Regions from separate parts of the Sus scrofa genome. Here region 2 is linked to region 1. The links are chromatin contacts, called in public Hi-C maps. All regions are on one chromosome and are shown on one strand. The core of a region is the stretch at or near the end of the contact, and the rest is flanking DNA. Distances in the headings are between cores, read along the strand shown.

Region 1 (3,665 bases), core at 775-3,274:
CCGACCCCTCCCTAAACCATTGATGCCACTAAAACAACAAGGCCGGAAACCACCCCTGGCTGAGTGCTGCTTGGTCAGGGGTTGGAACAGACACTATGCGAGGAAGATTGGGGGACTGCAAGAGCAGAGGCCCCAGGTCACAAAAGTAGCACCACGCCAGCTTGCCTGTCACCGCATTCCATGGCAGGTAGAACCCAGCCAGGTCAGGGTGGAGGAGACAGATGGCAGCTGGAAGGGCCTGCTTCAGGAGAAAGCCGAAGAAAATGAGTGTGCAAGAGAAGGGTGTGCAGCATAGCAGAATAAAGACAGAAAGGAGTAAATGTGAATGAAGAGAACGTGATTTTCTTCATTCTGTTCATGTACACCTGCCATCCTCAAAGTGCTAATTGGTATGATTGAAGTCACTCTGATGAGAAGGTGTCATGTGGCACGTTGAGGTAGCCTGGAGGTTGGAAGCTTGAGATAGTGATCAGACCAAGATGCCCCAGCTTGGTGCTCTCCACATGTAAAGAGTAAAGGAAGAACAAATAAAAAAAGATGGGCCATTGCAGGAATATTGGAGTCATGATGTTCCCTTCTGCTGTTTATAGCTTTGGAAAAATACTTCATAATAATCATCTTCGATGTTTGTCATATCGAAGTTAAAACAGTTCCGGGGATGGTCAGGTTGTATTTGAGTGTTCATCCAACCCAGAGATTCAAGATCAATACTTAAGATTTATTCACCATTAAGGAATCAGTGTTTTATGAAATGCTCTTATTTTATCCTGACATTTCACTTCATAGGGATAAGCCAAGATATGTTTTGTTGTACACAGAACATGTTTTAAAAATTATGTCCTCAGCCATTTTGCTACTTGTTACTCTGTGTGTAGTGCTGCTTGCTACTGTTACTTCTTTCTGCCTCAGCTCTTTCTGGAAAGTTTTTGAAAGTCAAGCTGCAATCAGCCAGAGTTCATGCCAATTGAGATACAACTAAATTATGAAATTATGCACATTTTATTGCTATTCCTATGGCAAGAGTATCTTCTTGATGCTCTTTTGAGTAGGTCATTAAATCTTTTTTTACTTTATGGAGCAGTGAGAAATGCATGAAGGATTTTGAATTGAGAGAGGCTCCCTTACATGTATATCTGGGAATTGGCATTTAGAGTCCATAAAATAAATCGGCAGTGAATGTTTTATTTACCTGTTAGGATCTCAGCTAGATCATCAAACTGCACATTGCCAGATATAGTGAAAAACACTTAATGGCGCAGAAATGGAGTGGAAAGGATTGCATCAGAAATATCTATGTGCCCGTCTCACGAGGATTTTAATGTCCCATAAAATACCTGCATGTATGATGTAGAAGCAAAAGTTATTTGGGAAGTAAAGGTGGCACAGTTATGCTGTCACAGTTATGCTTTCGTATATGAACAGAATAGTCAGTTTACTAAAATGTACTTTAAGAATCTCATTACGAAGCCTCCCCTGCCTGATGGCCAAGCTTTCTGCTGAGGCTGGTGTCCTGAGTGACAGCTGCAGAGCGAGCATGGCCCTCTCTCCTCTGAGCCTCCCTTTCATGTGCAGCCAAGTGAAATGTAAGCCCTACAGATCTGGGGCCTTGGCCTGGCTGTGGTTTGGAAAGCCCCAAAGGCACGAAGGCCAGGGGCCAGCTGAGGCCACGATGCCCGGCCTCTGCAGGGAGGTGACCCAGAAGGCTCGGTGTCTCTGGGCTATCAGATGATGGTTTTGGCTTCATCCCCCAGATGCTGCATGAGGAAAACACAGCCTCCTGTTGCTCTTCCAGCCAGTTAACTGTTTATCCTTAATCGCCTGCAGTCTGCATGGGAAGAAGTCTTTTCAAGATGAGTGAGCTTTGCTTGATTTGAAATCAGAATGGTATTTGTTTTATTTAATACGGGAAGCTTCTTGGGAGAAGTTTGACACAAACTGGCTTTTTGGCCTCTTGGGATTTAGCTGAGAAAGCAGCGCACAGAGGACAGGCCGGAGGCACAGGTGCCCACTGGTGGGTTAGGTGGCCAGAGCCCTCAGAATCCTTCTCTGTGGCCACTGATCCATGAAAGAACTGGGTTGGCAAGTCAGTGCGAGTCAGTGAATTTTTGGTCACATCCTTGGGGAAGCCACTCGGCTGACAGTCATGCATGTTGCTGTCACCTTAAGTTTTATCCTTGATGCTCATTGTATTGGAGGTGTTGGATAATTGTAGGAAGACAAGGTTTGCTCTGGTGGAAAGGTTAGTCCATCCATCAGGCCACTGGAAATAAGTTCCTTCCGTCCCCACACTGGCTGTCAGGAAAGAGCTGTCCTGCGGCTGGTTGGGAACTTGACACAGGTCTCTGCAGGGAGCAGTCCGGGGCAGTTCTGGGGGCCTGGTGCCTGCAGTTGGCTGGCAGAGATTTGGACAGAGGGGGCCCAGCAGTGCTCACTGAGGTGGGGGAAAAATCGAGAGAGAACAGGCCCTGATAGTGAATAGAGTTATTTGTCACCGAGTTGGTAATGGGATTTTCAATTAATTCTCGCAGGCTCACGGGGGCTCGCATTAGCCTTGTCAGGATGAGCTACAGCCACACATAAAATGCCATCCCCTATTAAACAGTGCGTGTCACCGAGTCTGTCATTTCTTCTGTTCAAGCAGAGGATGAATGGCTTCCACCCCAAACAGACGTGTGCCTCAGCCTCGCACACTGAAATCCCAGCCGCTTCCTGGGAGGAATATTCTTTGCATTATTACACAGCGACTGTATTAGAAATGTGATTGTGGTGGGAATTCATCCAAAAGGAGAGCATCCAGCTGCAGAGACAGACACTTTTGCAGGTGCCCCGTGTCCCTGGGGGCCCGCTCTTCTTGCTGGACCGTGGCAGTGGGTGACAGGTCACATTCAGGGCCTGTCCTGCCTACACATGCTCCTTCCCTCTGTCCACACAGCACCTGGAGGACAAATTGGGCCCAGAGAGGCTCACCTCTCATGACTACACCGCTGGTGGGTGGCAGGCTGGGACCCCGGCCCCGGCTGCTCCATTGCGGTCCAGTAGCTGGCACCCAGGAGTGGCTTCCCTCTAGGTCTTGTCACTTCTCTGGCCCTGACTCTGTCCCTCCTGCTCCATCCCATGGTGATGTTGACGGCTTGTTTATTCACTGTCATCTCCTCAAGTGTGTCTTGGGAAAGATGCTTAAATGGTAGTCAGCAGACCCCAGAAATCAGCCCTGAAGGAGAGAAGGCAGTGAGGCCCTTCTGTGAGGGGGTATGGCCAGGTGCCTTGCCCACATGGACCCAGGCTGGGCCGTGACTCATGACCCCAGGACCAGGCAGCATCAGCATCCTGCTGGGCATCCCCTTCTGGGGCAACCAAAGGTTGCAGTGCAGTCGTTGACAAGGTTCTGTCAAGGCTGGGCAGTGGGTCATGTCATCAGAGGCAGGATCATAATGCCAGATCCGAAGCTCACAGGGCACTTGGGGGTCTCAGGACTTCTGGAAGGCTCCACCATGACTTCCTCCGACATAGCTTCTGTTAAACCAGAGAGTATCACATTGCATGGGCCAGGCCAGGATGGCCGCCCACAATATGTGAGAGCCAAACAAAAATATTTAACCAAAAATCTTTGGTCTACAAGAGAGCCAGACTCTGATCTCTGACAAAAAACTAAACTGATTTTTTTT
Region 2 (3,665 bases), core at 611-3,110, 110 kb after region 1:
TTTTTATAGTGGCCATCCTAATGGGTGTGAGGTTTTACAATGTATTTTTCCAAGCCCTTTTAATCTGCTTTGGATTCAGGTGGGACAAAAATGATGTTCAATTTGCTTAGCGGTTTTTTGTTGTTGTCGTTGTTCTTCCCCTGCCTTCATTCATCTGCATCCAGACCTCAAATGCAGCTTCTCCATGCATTTCTCCATCCTTCATTGACTTCCTTTTCCTCTGAGCTCTCCTGTTAAGACGGTTTTGCATGTCGTGATTTTGGATTATTCACTGGTGTTCACCTGTAGTTGTCCTGTTATCCCAGGTGGTCTTCTTTTTAGTAGTAGGGACCATGCTTTACACTTTCCTGAAACATTTAATACAGTGACAATGTCTCAAGTGTTATTGTAACAAACACTAAGCTTTCAGCTTATTAATCCTGAAAGCACCCAGCACGTCCTCTTCAGTACTGCAGGAACCTATTTTTCTTTGCAGCATTGGAGGAGGCTCAGTCCTTGTGCTTTGGATCAGGCAAGACTATTCATTCAGTTAACATTTCTTGAGCTCCTCCTGTGCCATCCAGACTGGGTCCCTTGCTTCTACCACACCTCTCTTTCAGATGACTGGTGGGCCTAGGTGGGAGAGGGGTGCTAAGACAGGGTCTGGTATGAGTCTGACCCTTGTGTCCCTGCTCCTTCCATGGGGAGGACACTGGGGTTTGATATGAGGCTGACCCTGGAGCTACTCCTCCAGAGAGGCAAACTTTATCCCTAAAACTGAGTTACCCTGCTGAGCTCATCAACCTATTTATCCAAAATGTTACTCCTTTCCTTGTCCAACACCTGTTCCCCTCAAGACTGAGAAGAATCAAAGAAAACAGAAGATTGAAACTGAGCAGCACCCTGTGGGGCCCTTCCAGGTATAAAAGCCTTTCCATGTCACCCATTTCTTGTTTGTAGGAAAAAGGTTTTCAGCCTCCTACACCTTCGGATTCATGCAGCTCCTGGTCAGGAGAGTAAAGGGATGCAGAAAGAACCGACAGTTTAGGACCGGGTAGCATTGCGGTTCCTTCTCAGGGGATGGGCATAATAATCAGATGCACATCTGAGTTTTTCTGCAGGAACTAAGGTTCCTCCCACCCAGGTGGAGGTTGGTCACTTAAGGCTGAGCTCAAGCAAGTGGACCCTAGACTAGTTGGAACCAGAAGACTTCCAGATTAAGGTTCCCGCAACACCACCCTACTACCTTACCACCAACCAATCAGAAGAGGGTTACCCCCCCCCCCCACTCCCGTCAATTCTGCCTATAAACAGTCCTTTCCTGAAACCCACGGGAGAGCTCAGGTCTTTCCAGCATGATCCAATTCTCCCTCCTCAGCCCTGCAATAAACCTTACTTTGATGCAAATTCCTAGGTTTTGGCCCGTTAGACCTCACAGTGCGCCTGTGTCCAAACTAAGCTGGACAACGGTTGGGCGGGGATCTGCTGCGGGCCTGATTCCTGCCCCCATTCTCCGCCAGACACAAACTCAGAGGGTATACCCTGGGTCCTAATGAGGTGATCCGCATGTCCCAGCTTGAGTTTTAGGTGGAACATCCCGCACCCAGGGAGTTCGCAACCCCGCTCAGCTGTAAGAGGTAAGAGCTGGTTCCCTAGAAACGGTCCCGACGCCCACACCAACTGCATGCAGAGTAGCCCAGCTGCCTCCAACGCCTTGTCCCCTAAAGCACCGCGACCACGTGGTCTTCTCCTGCTTCGAGACTACAAGTCCCAGCATGCAGCGCAGGCCGTCTCTGCACCGCTCCCGCGGCCCAGCTCTCAGGCCAGTATTCGCGTCCTCAGAAGGCGCTGCGTCCCGAACCCATGCGCGCTGACGTCGACGCGCTGACGTAACGCGCCGACGCTGCGCTCAAGGAGTCTTCGCTCGCCCGGCAGCAGTTTGACTGTGGGGGCGGCGCTTCGGCTTGTGAGGGTTGCTGCGAGGCCGTAGGAAAGGCAGCCCCTTGCAGCCTCCTCCCGGTCCCAGATGGACAGGGTGTGCGCCGTGTTCGGAGGCTCCCGGGGCATCGGCAGGGCGGTGGCCCGCTTGATGGCCCAGAGAGGCTACCGACTGGCCATCGTCGCCCGGAATCTGCAAGGAGCCAGAGCCGTGGCTGGGGACCTGGGTGGTGGGTACCGACCGGATACGCCCCGCTTCCGCGCGGCGAGTGTGCTGCAGCCGCAGCGGATCTTAAAGGCCCCCTTGAGCGCTCCCCTCCACCGTGGTTAGGTCCCCCGTGCGGGCGATGGGAAGGGCACGGCGCAGGCGCGCTGCGGTCTCCGTGCCTGTTCGGTGCGCGCCTGTTCTTGCGCTTTGCTGCGCGTGCTCGGAGTGGGACTCTCCTGGTCGGGTCTGTCCGAGCCGTGTCCCGTCCTTTTCTCTGCGTCAAAGCGTTTACGTAATTACGCTCCCTCCATGACCTTTACAAAGGGACAGTGAGATTTGTTCCGTCCGATTCTGATAATGCGCTCAAACTCCATTTTTTTCTATTTGTTAGGAATGGGTTAGCAGTTGCTTTGCAAATTTCAGTGTCTGGGTGGCTGGGAGACGGGTGTTTTGACGGCCCAGAGCACGCAGTTGTCTGCTGAGTTAGGAGGGCGGCCGGTGCAGGTGCATCTCGTTCACCTGGGAACGGGGCACCTGTGCAGCGACGTCACCGCTGGGCTCACCCAAGTGTTTGCGTATTAGAGTCTATAGGACACTCGGGAGTCGTAGACGCGGGAGAATCTCCGCGATGCTTCCTGCTGCAGTCATTACAGTCTGGCCCTGGGGCGAGCACGCGCTGGCCCTACGGGTCACCCAGCCATCAGTGAGGCTGTGCTGGGTTCCAGGGTGGTGCGGGGCCCAGCACACCTTCAGGTGAAAGCCGAGAGTCAGTGCTCTGGGCCTTGCATTTCCTTGAATTGCGTGGTCCAGGAGTGATTGGTTTTCACCCAGAAAGTGTTGCTTCCTGAGTGACTTACTGTCTCCGAAGATTTGAGGAAGTAATTTTAGTGTTGATATATAAGGCAAGGCTAGCCAGAAGATAAACAATTATTTAGTTTTTTTTTAAACTACATTTTAGAGTGATAAAATGGTACGTTATTAAGTAGAGAAGACTTTGAAGTGTAATTTTTTGTTGGTATTTAAATAGTTCACAATGAACATTTTTAAAAGAACAGAGTTGTTTTTAGTAAAAAGTTGTTTTCTTTCATGATTTGTAGTTTTAGAATTTTTTTTTTTTTACAGCTTCCTGTTTTGTCTCATTTCTTCTAATAGGCTTGAATAACAGTCATTATATGTGCCACAGTTAAAACAAAAAAGCCCTAGAGTTTATCTCAGGGCCAGGAAACCAATTCAGCAAAATGTAACTGAATTAGACATTAAGTTTCAAAAAAAGGAATATAAAACTGAAAAAACTGGTGCATGGGGTCAGTATCAATGGTATAAATATTATTAGATGAACCATACAAAGTATTTACAAGAAAAACATTCTCCCCTCATTTTTTGATTAAAAAAAGTTTTAGGATTTACAGTCTATTGTATTACTTTATTTCTGCTCCCCCCCTCTAGTTTATTAGAAGAATTCCATGAAATCTGGAGTCCATGACATAATCATCTTTTGTCTCTAGGTTCTGGATAGAACAGGTCTCACTCATAGTAGATG

What was found. Hi-C and Micro-C count contacts between places; a contact is called where the count stands out from the background.
Region 2: a contact with region 1 is called in a Hi-C map of skeletal muscle, with 5 times the contacts expected there. The contact joins the promoter of CBR4 here to the enhancer-like site in region 1. A contact is called at or near these places in 1 of 5 promoter capture datasets (liver), 3 of 47 Hi-C or Micro-C datasets (adipocytes, liver and skeletal muscle) and 1 of 2 datasets of contacts at active chromatin or transcription factors (skeletal muscle).

What each region holds. Positions count from the first base shown.
Region 1 is chr14:20,514,562-20,518,226 of Sscrofa11.1, forward strand. The region is part of intron 2 of SH3RF1 (E3 ubiquitin-protein ligase SH3RF1); the gene reads left to right. Among named protein-coding and RNA genes, the nearest start is that of SH3RF1, 96 kb to the left of the region's middle. Within about 2 kb of position 2,025, at least 9 of the 83 cell types and tissues checked have an H3K27ac peak or open chromatin away from gene starts, as enhancers often do. A contact at or near this core is called in skeletal muscle, where this site is marked.
Region 2 is chr14:20,620,100-20,623,764 of Sscrofa11.1, forward strand. It overlaps CBR4 (carbonyl reductase family member 4), which reads left to right and starts at 1,861. Exons shown (of 5, transcript XM_001927085.6): 1 at 1,861-2,147. The coding sequence starts at 2,006.